Linked DNA regions of Columba livia: region 2 is linked to region 1. Evidence: chromatin contacts called from public Hi-C data. All regions are on one chromosome and are shown on one strand. Each heading gives the region's core, a stretch centred on a gene start, on an enhancer-like site or on the middle of the called end of the contact. The rest is flanking DNA. Distances are from core to core; before and after follow the strand shown.

Region 1 (5,651 bases), core at 950-3,449:
GCCTCTTTCAAGGGCAAACTGGTTCCTCTTTTTCTTCTCAGATTTTTGCAAGTCACTGCTGAATAAACACTGAGCAAGTAATGACTGCATAGCTCTTTTCTCCATCTCGTGGAGTTCATTCCCCTTATACCATTCCTGATTTCATTGAGTCTGAGGTACAGCTAACAGGAAAGAAATCCATATTCATAGTACAAGTGATATAAATCACTCTAAGTCCCGTCTCAGTTCATAATTTCCCACCATTTTCTTTGTAGAAAGAGTAACAACTTTCCAGGAGAGTGATCTCCAGGTCTGAGTTATGCACCACTACTTGTCCTTTTTTCTTTTCATACCATCTATGCAATATTTTACATTCTCATGTCATATACTGAAAAACAGACACTTCCTCTCCCCAGAATTTTACAGTGACATCTTCACATATACCTATCAAATAACTTGCTAAGGCACATGGTAAACTATAGATACTGTCTAATTTTTGACCAAAAATGCACTGGCACTAACTTCTGTTGCATTTTTTTCCCCCACAATGTGCAGGAAACAAATGTACTAGAAAAACTCTATTCTTCATGAAGCAGCAAGAACCTGCTTCAAAACCAGGGCTCACCATCAAGGATAAAGCTTTCCCGATTGAGTGCTTTGGCCACTAAGTTGAGACCTAGGAGACCACAACTCAATTTCCTGCTGCATCAAACACGTTCTACACAACCTCGGCAAGTCCATTGAGTCTTGATTCACCAAGACACCTTTTTGCCTTGCTTGCAAGTGGTATTCACAAATCTGAGTTCCCTATGTTTTGCATACCAGTGAGAGGCATCTAGATGGCATTCAGAGCATCCAAACACCTACATGTCTGTGCAGAGCCTGCAGTCTGCTTCTGGCCACAGATATCTCTGGTAGATGTTCCCAGCTCAGTTTCTTCTTTAAAAAAAAACAAGAAGAGGAGGTACTACTGTCCCCTTTTTGTAAAATGGCCTAAAGATGAGAAGAGGGGCCTAGAAAGTAGAAATCAGGTCCCTTCCCCAGGCTGTGTGGGTTCAGACTCACAGTTCCCAGCTCCTCAGAAGCATATGCTATTTAGTGGGTATGGGATACCCTGAAGGTGAGCTGCTTTTCCCTGTCCTTCCAGTTGGATTAACGCCACTGAGCAAGAAGTTGCTCGAGAGGTTGGTGAGACATCAGGCCATGAATTTGTGATGGGTCTTGTTCGTGATTAGCATAAATCTTGAGTGAATAATTTGGTTCATCCCAATGAAAAGCCTATAAATTCCCTATACTGCCTCAGGACCAGCGTTAGAGCTCACAGATTTTTATAGAAAATCCTGACTTCCAAAAACAAGCTTTTGTTATTCATAGATCTGCACATGTAATGCTGGATTATGAGATACCACAAGTCGTGCAGACTTTGATGGAGAGAAAAATATTTTAAAACACCTCCAAAATTGCTCTCAATAGCTTTTCCATACATAATATTACTGCTGTATCTGCTATTTTAAGAAACAGTGCATTTTCATGCACATACTTACATACTTGCACATTCCTGTTTTACAATGCGTCTCTGGTACAGAATTGCCTAGATTTACAGCTGGCTATTAAACCCATCTCTGCTTTATCAGTGTTACATTTTGTGCCTATTTGTTAGATTATCAGCTCACTAAAGGCCTATCTGCATTTTATCTATGCAGCATGATTAACAAAATTGCTCGGGAACTTAATGAGCTACTCGCAGGCTGATGTTCCTCTTTGATAAGATCTTCAGTGTGGGGGCTTACATATTCCTACACATCTTGTCAGCTCCGCAGCAGCGTAGGTCTGTAGGAGAAACCATAAATACCACCTGGGGTTTTGGGGTCCATTTTTGATGAGGAGGGACTGCAGAGCACAAACCCAGCTCTCCTGGCAGTTGTGTCACTTGGCCACTAGGTGGAACGGCTGGAAAGCAAATTAAAATAATTTTCCATGCGGGGCCAGGGTTTCACCTGCCTGCCTACCACACACTGCAGAGCCCCAGGCTGACTCATACCAGCCCACAGCAAGGCTGTCTCCCACGCTGACTCAGGTTTTCACTCCCAATAAACTACTGTGATAACAGACAGCAGCAAGACAGCTGTTGCAGCTGTTCAGTGATGGATGCATCGGAAGCAGAGCCTGAGACTGCGCTATGGGCTCCCCATGATGCCCGGTAGGTAGATGCCTCAAGGGAAGGGTGATGAAAACGCTGGTCAAACATGCGCCTTGACTTCATTACAAGATCTTACCCAGTGACACAATTTTCCACAATCTCACAATTTTCAGATCCAGAGCAGGAAAGTTTCTTATCAAGCACCCGGAGCTTGTCATTGCCCTCAGGGAGGAATCTCTCAAGTGTGAATGCTTGAAACTGCAGAAACAATAACTTTGGTAACAAATGCATGCAAAGCTTGCTGCCAACTGTGAAAGCCAGCACAAACTCTGTTGCTTGAAGATGTCTAAATATTGATTTGGCTGCCATGGCCGGTCCCCTGCCTCAGCCCCACCAGTTTTGGGACCGCCAGCATCTGATGCATTCTGGCAGGAAGGCTGGAATCAAGGCACTGGAGCATGGCTATAAGCAGCACACACCGGGAAAGTAAAAGCTTTGAAGCTGCGTGTATTACCATCACACGCGCATTTCTGTAGGAAGAGGTAAGAACAGTCTTTTGAAATGATTTGACCTGACTGATGCATCCCAGCAAAAATAGCTAGTGAAACCAAGTTGATCTGTGTTTGCAGAAGGAAACAGATCATTTCTCTGATATAGCAGTCTCCATTTACACGTGAGAGAGACCTGGATGGGTAAAACACATGCCAGCAAAAGTCTCAGTTTATTTTTTCCCCTACTGTAAACAAGATGCCATATGTCCAAGATCTGTTTGCTTTTAGACCTTATTTTCCATATAAATGAATGTTTAACTAGGCAGGTTAAGTTGTGGGAACCTCCACTGGACACCTTGTCCAAGCGCACATGCCAAGTCAGTGCTTCCCTGCCCTCTGATCATTTGCTTTACTCCAGTTTCTACCCATTTCTATTGTTTAAATGGAATTGACTTGCCACAAGGAAACCAGGCAGAGAAAAGGTAAAACATACATAAAACTAACAATGCCCACACAGACAAGAAGAGCAGAGCAAAGATTTCAGCTTCTTGGAGGTTTGCTTTCCCTTATCTTTCAAGGCAGGCCAGAAGAGTACTCTCATGTACTTGAAACATGCCAAATACCCTGCCAAGTCTAAGGATGAATCACTTTGTTTTGTCCTCCTCCTGTCCCTGTCTGGTTTTGTATGAATTAAAAACCTTCTGCAGGCCTAGTGCACAGAGGACACGGCTACTGCAGCCTACCTAAGCCATCTGGGACATCTTGCTCTACAGCAATCCAAGAGATCAAGCACAAGGGGGTACAGGTACAGCTCCTGCCTCTGCCATGCTGCCACAGGTACTCCACGCTCAGTGTGTGCTATGGAGGTCTATGTTAATTCAGCGTAGCGGCAGTAACAAGCCTGACCACTGCTAAGGTGAAAGGAAGAAACTTCTCCGGCCCTTTATCTGCCACTTGTCTTTCAGATTGAGCTAGCTGAGCCAGGGGATGTGTTTTGTCTGTCTACGCTCTCATGAGTTTATGATACTGAGGAACGGGCTGGAAATAGTACAATGATACAATCACCGTCAAGAGAGTTGTTAATCAGCATTAGCCATATTGAATTTACTGGCAAAATACAGACAGCAGCCCTGCAGAAAATAAGCATGAGAAATCTATTTTAGTTCAGTCCGACAATGCTTTTCTCCTTATAGAGTCCGGTGGAGTGCGATGCTCTGGTTAGCTTTAATTGATTTAAGTGACCAGACTTCCACTACTTCCTATGGGAGATCATTGCCAGACTCTACTTAAAACCTCCCCATGAGGAAATCTCCCTTCCCTTATTTTCCTCCATCACCTCTCATTATATTTCCTCGATGCATTCTGGGTAATGCTTCTTCCTTCTGAAGAAGTAGTATCATCGTTGTACTCTCTGCCTTCCCTTCTTCTTTGGTTGATATTGTATCATTAATGTAAAACTGGCTAATTAAAGGAAAACAATATTGATCACTGTCAGATGGGAGAATAAGAAGATGAGATGAGAGTAAGCAATGGGAAATGCTAGTAAAGGCAGCATTACAGATGCCAATATAGAGCTTTTTTAGCACAGCATTTTTCTAGTACTGGGCACGCACTATTCTAAAATTAGGAGGAGGGTTAGCTCACTTCCACATTTGGAACATCGTAAGGGACTTCTAGGGCAGAAATTCTATTTTAAATGTAGTTGTATGCACGCCCACAGGCGCTGCGGGAGACACAGCACTGCGGCTGAACTCCCTCTGGCTCCCGACTGGATCGGGTCTTCTCCATGACAGCCGATCACACACGCTGTGGAGGCCTCCGCATTGTTTTGAACACACGGGACGTGGCCTCAGAGCACATGCAGAGGTCTGACATTTCTGTGGATGGAGCTGGACTCGCTGTGCACTGTGGAGTTCATCAGTGCATGATCATTAACTGGCTGCCCAGACTTCCAGATGTCTCAAAATCCCAGACAAATAGACAAAATCCTCCAGTTCTGCACAGACAGTATTTCTTGTGGGGGGAAAAAAGAGGTTATTTCCAAAGGAAACATGGCTGTCTGGTAACCCTGCTCCGAATGGCATCTGTATGAAAAGCTGCATCTGGAGCAGGGAAGGTCAACCAACCCCCGCAAAACGCCAGCAAATCTGAGCTCAATTTAAAGAAGGGAAAAGTGATTACGGGCAAGGAAAGATCCCTGTAAACATGTAGGAATGTAAAACTTGGCAAGGCAATATCTAAAATGGAGCGGCAGAATGTTTACAATAATCTGATGCATACTAACACATCGAGAACAGAGAAAGATTGTCTAGTTTGCTATGGAAGCTATTATTGATTGCAGTGAGAAAAAAATGAAGAAATGAAAAACTCAGGGACTTTTTCCTGACTCTTAACCTCACAGCAAATTCAGTGACATCTTGGAAGGCTTTCCTGGGAAGATGATGGATACTTGATGTCTGAGTTATTGCAAAGCAAAACTAACAAAGCATAACCTTGTTCTGGTGAGGTGTGCTTTGATAATTTGGTGGGCTTTGATAATTTGGTAGGCTTTTCCAGCCGTAATTTCTGTGCTAACGAGGGCACAGTGCCAATGATCTTCTAGTAAACAGCACAGAAATTCAACAGTGAATGCACGTTAAATTGTTTCTTTTCAAATAAAGAACACCTGGGGCATGCTCAAAGAACAGGCTTTTTGGTGGTGGCGTGGGAGGGCAGAGCCCCCTCCTCCCCTCCTGGGAAGCAATGAGAGGGGCAGAACATTAGTTGCTTAATCCCATCGAATTGGGGGTAAATCAGTCAGACCTTCAGACCCACTGAGAACATAAAAGTCCTGATGGAGCGGCACAGGCGCAGATTATTGTATTTATGCACTTGAATAGTCTTGTTGAAATCAATAGTACTGATGGGTTTTCTGTGAAGCATGCAAGCTGCTTGTATGATTATAGATTATAATTTTAGTATTTTGATTTTGAGGATAAGTTCATCACCAGGCATCTAAAAACAGTTACAAACCCCACATCTCTAATCTCCAAACATCGATT
Region 2 (5,719 bases), core at 2,568-5,067, 170 kb after region 1:
ATGGAACGACTGATACATTTCCCCTAACCCACACACTTCAACCGAGAAACCACTAATACACGACCATCACACCCAAAATAAACCGAGCTGGAAATTCAGACCCAGAGGTGAAAGAGAGAAGCGTGCACGCCTTCAGATGTAATTCAGATCTGCTGAATACTACAGGTATGTTCATGCAACTTGTAAACTGAGAAGCCATTCAGAGGGCATTCCTTCGAGTAAGAAGGCACGTACATTTTGATTTGAATATATAAACCATGTTCATACTACCTAAATTAAAATCACAAGAGACTCTGTTCACATCACACAATAAAGGCTATTCAATTTACACCAACAGTTTATTACATAAAAATGTCATTACTACCAAAATGATTACTTCGCATATATTAATATTACACAACTCATTTTTCAGCTTAGTGCTGTAAATGTCTCTTAGCTACACTCTAAGAGGTTTCCTCTCTTTCTGCATGTATGTGAAGTCCTAACCTAAAAGAACACTGGCAGACAATGACAAAACAACTCTTTTTATTCTTCTTGGGTTTTTAAAACCAACACAAAAATATGATCGCTGATTTTTTTTTTCCATGGCTTGTGATATTTTAGAGAAAACCTTAAGGAAAATAACTAATTAGCAACCACACTGTTGCCTTGTTAAGAAAAATAGATATTGCACTTCAGAGTAGAAAATCAAGCAATGAAAGTTTTGAAATAAGCAAAGGCAAGCAAGCAACTTCTGTCAGATATTCCACACAACCCATCATCTATACAGCGTTTTTTTTTTTTAAGCTATGTCATTAATTACCCACACACAGAAAGAGATATGCAAGATTGTTGTACAGTATGGTGTTTTTATTAAACTCACTAATTTCAATATGTTTCTGAGGCCTTATGCAATGTCAAAGATTTACCAGAATGTCTTCATATTAGGAGCACCATGTCAATGCCTATTTTATTGGAATCTGGACCTTTATTCTCAGCTAGCAGTTTGGGTGCTATCTCCAACTTTCCTTCATGCTCAGCACAGAAGAGGGAACTAACAGTGTTTTCTTGCTGCAAAATAAATGGCAGAAAACAAAGAGGGAGAGAGAGAAGGGTGTCCCACCTACACCACCGGTGCATCCTGCCAGTGTGCATGACATTAATAGCAACACGTGTTCAAAATGTGCCTCCAGGTCAGAAAAGACTAGGAATACCTGTCCTAGCACTGCTTCCCAGTGTGAGACATTTGGGCGTAAACAATCGCTGATGATTAACCAGTTGGGATCTGTCAGCATGTGAATCAGCCGTGCACCTTCACTGTGCACCTTTCCCATCCCATCCTCACAATTGTAAAAGTTTTCAAAATACTTATTTGTTTAAGCACAAATTACACAGCAGAGCTGAACAGCATTTCCCAGAAATGCACACTCTGCTTCTGTTGAGCATTTGTGCAAAAGATCTCCAAATATCTTGACAACCGCCCTATCTGCAAAATCACCAGGGACCTTTCTTGCCCACTTGACAGCTCGGTGTGCTGGCATACATCAGTATCAATGGCTCCTCCAGTGTTACAGAGCAAACTAACAGAAAAACTAGACCTATGATCCTCATTTTTCAATCCTCTACTTTTCCAATTAGTCACGGCTTCCTTCCATTTCTTGCAGAACACCTTCTGAACAGCCTTTGAAGCTGGAGGGTCAAATGTGAAAAACGATGCTGAAAGCACAGGTTCAATACGCTGCAGGGAAGTACAACGCCAATCCGTTTTGCTGAACAAGTGTCCAGATGCCAGTGGTGGGGGCCAGGCGGGCGGATACAAAAGGCAACACCACTTCTAAAATAACAAGCCCACATCTGAAGTGGAATTTTATTTCTATCTGTCTGATATAAAGACTCCGAAAACACCATCCTAAGGCTGTTGCTACAACAGCCCCATAGACAAGAGCTTAACACACGACCTTATACTTCTATTCATCTCATCAAACACAATTATCTCAAATTTCAGTATTTACATACCTGAAGAAGTCAATTTACCCAAGCACCACCACCCTCTTAAAACTGCAGTGCATTCCACCATCTGCAGCAGAAATCTCTGACAATTCCCAGACAGAAAAAAATGACTTGTTTCTAGCTTGAGCCCCAGAATACCAAATTAAAACATGCACAAGTTTAGCGACAGTTCCAAAGTCTTTGAAAATGGGCTTTCATCACAAAAACACTGTCACGGCTTCAACTAGAGCAAACAGTAACACAGTAATTTTTCAGTCTTTCCAACATCCTGAAGAGTAATTCTAGTAAGATGCCATCCCTGCCTCACGTTTATTCTCCAAGAACGAAAAACGCGGTTTACTCCAGAGCTGCTGGAGCTTCAGCAACAAGGGTACAATGATCTCACGATAACTGAAGCGTTTTAAGCAAGACACCCGCTGCATTACAAAAATAGCCTGCTCCACAAAAGGAGAGGCATGATTTCACACTTAGCGTCTTTCATGACAGCCAGCGTCTTCGCCGAGCGCTGCCTTGCCTACACGCTACGTTTTAACGATCCAAGAAACTGTTATCGGAGTTCACATCTCTCTCCAAACCTATAAAAACGGGGTGTGTGTGTGGGTAGGGGGGGATAGGACACAATCGGGGGTGCGGCGCGGACCCCGCTTGCCCCGAGCGGCTGCAGGTGGCCGCGGGAAAGCTCCGGGACAGCCCTCCCGGACGGGGCTGCCCGGGGCGCCCACCCGCCCGCCCCGGGGCTCCCGGCCCGCCCGGCGGGGGTGCGGAGGTCGGGGCGGCCGCGCAGGGACGCGTCCGCGGACACACGCACACTTGGGCGCCCGCCGCGCACTCCGCGTTACGCAACGTGCGTGTTTCCCACTTTAAGGAATAAGCAATAAGCGCTCCTGCAAAACCCGCGGCGGGGGTGCAGACCCCGCCGAACCCCGCGCAACAGCTGCGCGGGGAGGAAAAAAAACACGCTGCCCCCACCCCGGCCAGCCTCCAACCCCAAAGTTCGCCCCCTCCTCCCCTTCCCCTTCCCCAGCCGGGGGCTGCCGAGCCGCGGAACAGGCGCACTCACCTCGCCTCCGCGCAACTTTCGGGGGTCGCCCCCTCTCGCTGCGGCTTGGGGGTCGGGGGGGAGGCCGTGGGGCGGGGTGGAGCGGGCCCGGGGTTGGGGGTGGGGGGGGGAAGGCTGGTACGGCTAAGGAGGTTTGGGGAGGGGGGGTTGCTCTTGTTGTTGCTGCTGCTGTTGTTTCGGAAATTCTTATTATTTCTCTGCGGTCAGAAACCTGCACCCTCCCCCCCCCAAATGAAAAAAAAACACCCGACCCAGACGCTCATCACATGGCGATTGCTTTGAACCAGCTGCTTCCAGAGCCAAAGTCTTGCGGAGAAAAATAAAGGGGGAAGGGAGGGAGGGAGGGAGAGAGGGAGGGGGCTGGCAGGGGGGCCGGAGGAGGAGAGAAAGCCGCAGCGGAGGGAGGGAGAGTGGGAGGGAGGGAGGCGGGGGGGAGCGGCACCGCGGGGCTGTGTCGCTGCCGGAGCGGCACCCGGGGCAGGCGGCGGTGTCAGCCCGGCGGAGGAGGGACGGCGGCGCTCGCTGCTGCCGCGGCCGCTGCTGCCCGGCTCTGCCGCCCGCCCGCGCCCGCCGCCGCCTCGCGCGCCCCGGCCCAGCGCCGCCCCCGCCCCTCAATCGCTACATTGTTGACATTCGCAGGCTGACATCATCCTCCCCGCCCCGCTGCCCGGCTCCATTCACAATAACGCTACGCCAACGGCGCAGCGCGCGCCCGCCCGCTCCCTTGCCCGCCCCCGGCCCCTACGCACAGCAAGCGGCGTACGGCCGCTCCGCGAATAGCGGCGCCGCTGACATTCCACCCGCCCCGCCCCGCCCCCCCGGCCGGGACGGAGCGGCGCATGCGCAGGACGGGCTCACTCCCTCCCGCTCTTCCCGGGGCGGGGGCTGTGTGTGAGTGTGTGTGTGTGTGTATATGTATATGTATCTGTATATGTATGTGTGTGCGCGCGCGTGTGTGGACCCCGCGCCGGGGCTCGCGCCGGCGGCCGCAGGGGGCTCTGGGAGGCGTAGTCCGCCGCGAGGGGCCGGCGGCCGCCATGGTGGCGGGGGGACGGGACGGGACGGGACGGGACGGGACGAGGGTGCCCCGCGGGGCGGCCGGTCGTGGCCTTGGCGGGGCCGGGTGGGGTGTGCAACTCCCCGGGCCGCACTTGTTGGGGAGGCCGGGGCCCGCCGACCGCCGCCAGGCCTGGCCGTGCGGAGGGCGGGCGAGGGTGTGTGGCCCAGAGACGGCTGTGGGCAGCGTGTGACAGACAGGGCCAAAAATACCCGCCCGCTCACCCGTGGCTGCCGGCGGGGCCGCCGCGTTGATCCCGATGATATTTTATGCGCTCCGCCCCCAGGGGAGCCTCATCCTACTTATATTGCCGACCGCAAGCGTCCAACAGTCATGAGTCAGCCGTGCCGAACATCACAGGGGCAGATAAGCGCTCCCGAGGATGAAAACAAAAACAAAACCCCATCAAGGGTTCACAACGCGAGAGGGTTGTTTGTTCTGCGCCTGGTCTCAGTGGGTGTAAGGTGCCTGTTTTCGAGCCCGCTCCCACCCCCAGGCTCGGCGCCATGGCTCCTTTTGCCAACTGGAAGGCTGCGATTCCTGCAAATTACCCTGGTGCCGGCAGCCAGCGCTTCTGAGCGAGACCCCAAATGTCATGAGACGCGAAATGCAATTGGGGTAACCGGTAAATGAATGAAAATGCATTCTACAGGCCCAAGTTATTCAGCCAGGCTGGAACAGAAGAACGTTTAAGATGAAAGACGGCTGATGAAAGTTGGAAAATAAATGATTCACAATAGGGGCTGTGAGTTAGATTATCTCTGGAGACATCTCTAATTAAAGGGCATTGGATAACTAGAGGGTTACATTTTCCTGGGTCAGTGGTCTTGAAAAAGAAATTGCAGTTGCAGTAAATGTCAATAAAGAATGATGGTGACCTACTGCTAACAAAAGCACGTTCAGTAATTAACATGTGCATGTTTGTTATTTTTTCTGTTTATGTCAGTTTTTATTGTACATTTTCATCCTCTGTTTCCCCTGTCACTACAGACAGCTGATATATAGTGTTTTCCGTATCTTCGAGAGAGGAGCAATTTCTGTGAAGATATTTCAGTGCCGTGTTCTGAAATTGCAGCAGCTCCATTGGGCTACCTGCGTTTTCAAAGCCTACTAGACTACAGAAAACTATGTAATATCGTGTGCCAACAAAAAATTAACTCTTTGTATTGAGCGACAAATATATTGTCACTTTGCAAAAGCATAGTTCTCCTCTGGCTTGCATTTTGCATGGTTATTCACTTGTGTAAAGTGAAAAGATTTTTAGTTCAGTAGCATTTTACTCTTTTCCTAGCTACATGTGGCTGCAGAATGGGACCCCACTGAAAAATTTTACTCATAAGCTTCACTTTCCCTTTCAAAGCAAGATTCATATAAAGCCTTGCTCACAAGTACCTGTTAGGCTCTGGTTCTACAGGCATGTAGTGTTAAGCAAGTGAAAAGTCCCACACCATGTAAGGAGTCTTGTCATGTGTTTAAACACCAGCAGGACTGTGTCTCCTTGTTGCCTTGTTTTCCCTAGAGACACAAAAAATAATTTTGTATTGGCATGAGAGATAAAAATACTATATTGAGAAGGACAGAGAGATAAAAATAAGCCATGCAGCATTTGTAAT

The links. A called contact is a pair of places that touch in the nucleus more often than the background predicts.
Region 2: a Hi-C map of crop shows a contact between it and region 1, with 1.8 times the contacts expected there. The contact joins the promoter of BACH2 here to the enhancer-like site in region 1. A contact is called at or near these places in 2 of 2 Hi-C or Micro-C datasets (crop and liver).

Annotation. Positions count from the first base shown.
Region 1 is chr3:39,231,267-39,236,917 of bColLiv1.pat.W.v2, forward strand. All of the region lies in intron 5 of BACH2 (BTB domain and CNC homolog 2), which reads right to left. Among named protein-coding and RNA genes, the nearest start is that of GJA10, 35 kb to the left of the region's middle. Within about 2 kb of position 2,200, at least 1 of the 3 cell types and tissues checked has an H3K27ac peak away from gene starts, as active enhancers do.
Region 2 is chr3:39,399,345-39,405,063 of bColLiv1.pat.W.v2, forward strand. BACH2 (BTB domain and CNC homolog 2) reads right to left here and starts at 3,818. Exons shown (of 8, transcript XM_065059613.1): 1 at 3,799-3,818. LOC135579200 (a long non-coding RNA gene) reads left to right here and starts at 3,950. Exons shown (of 3, transcript XR_010471868.1): 1 at 3,950-5,719.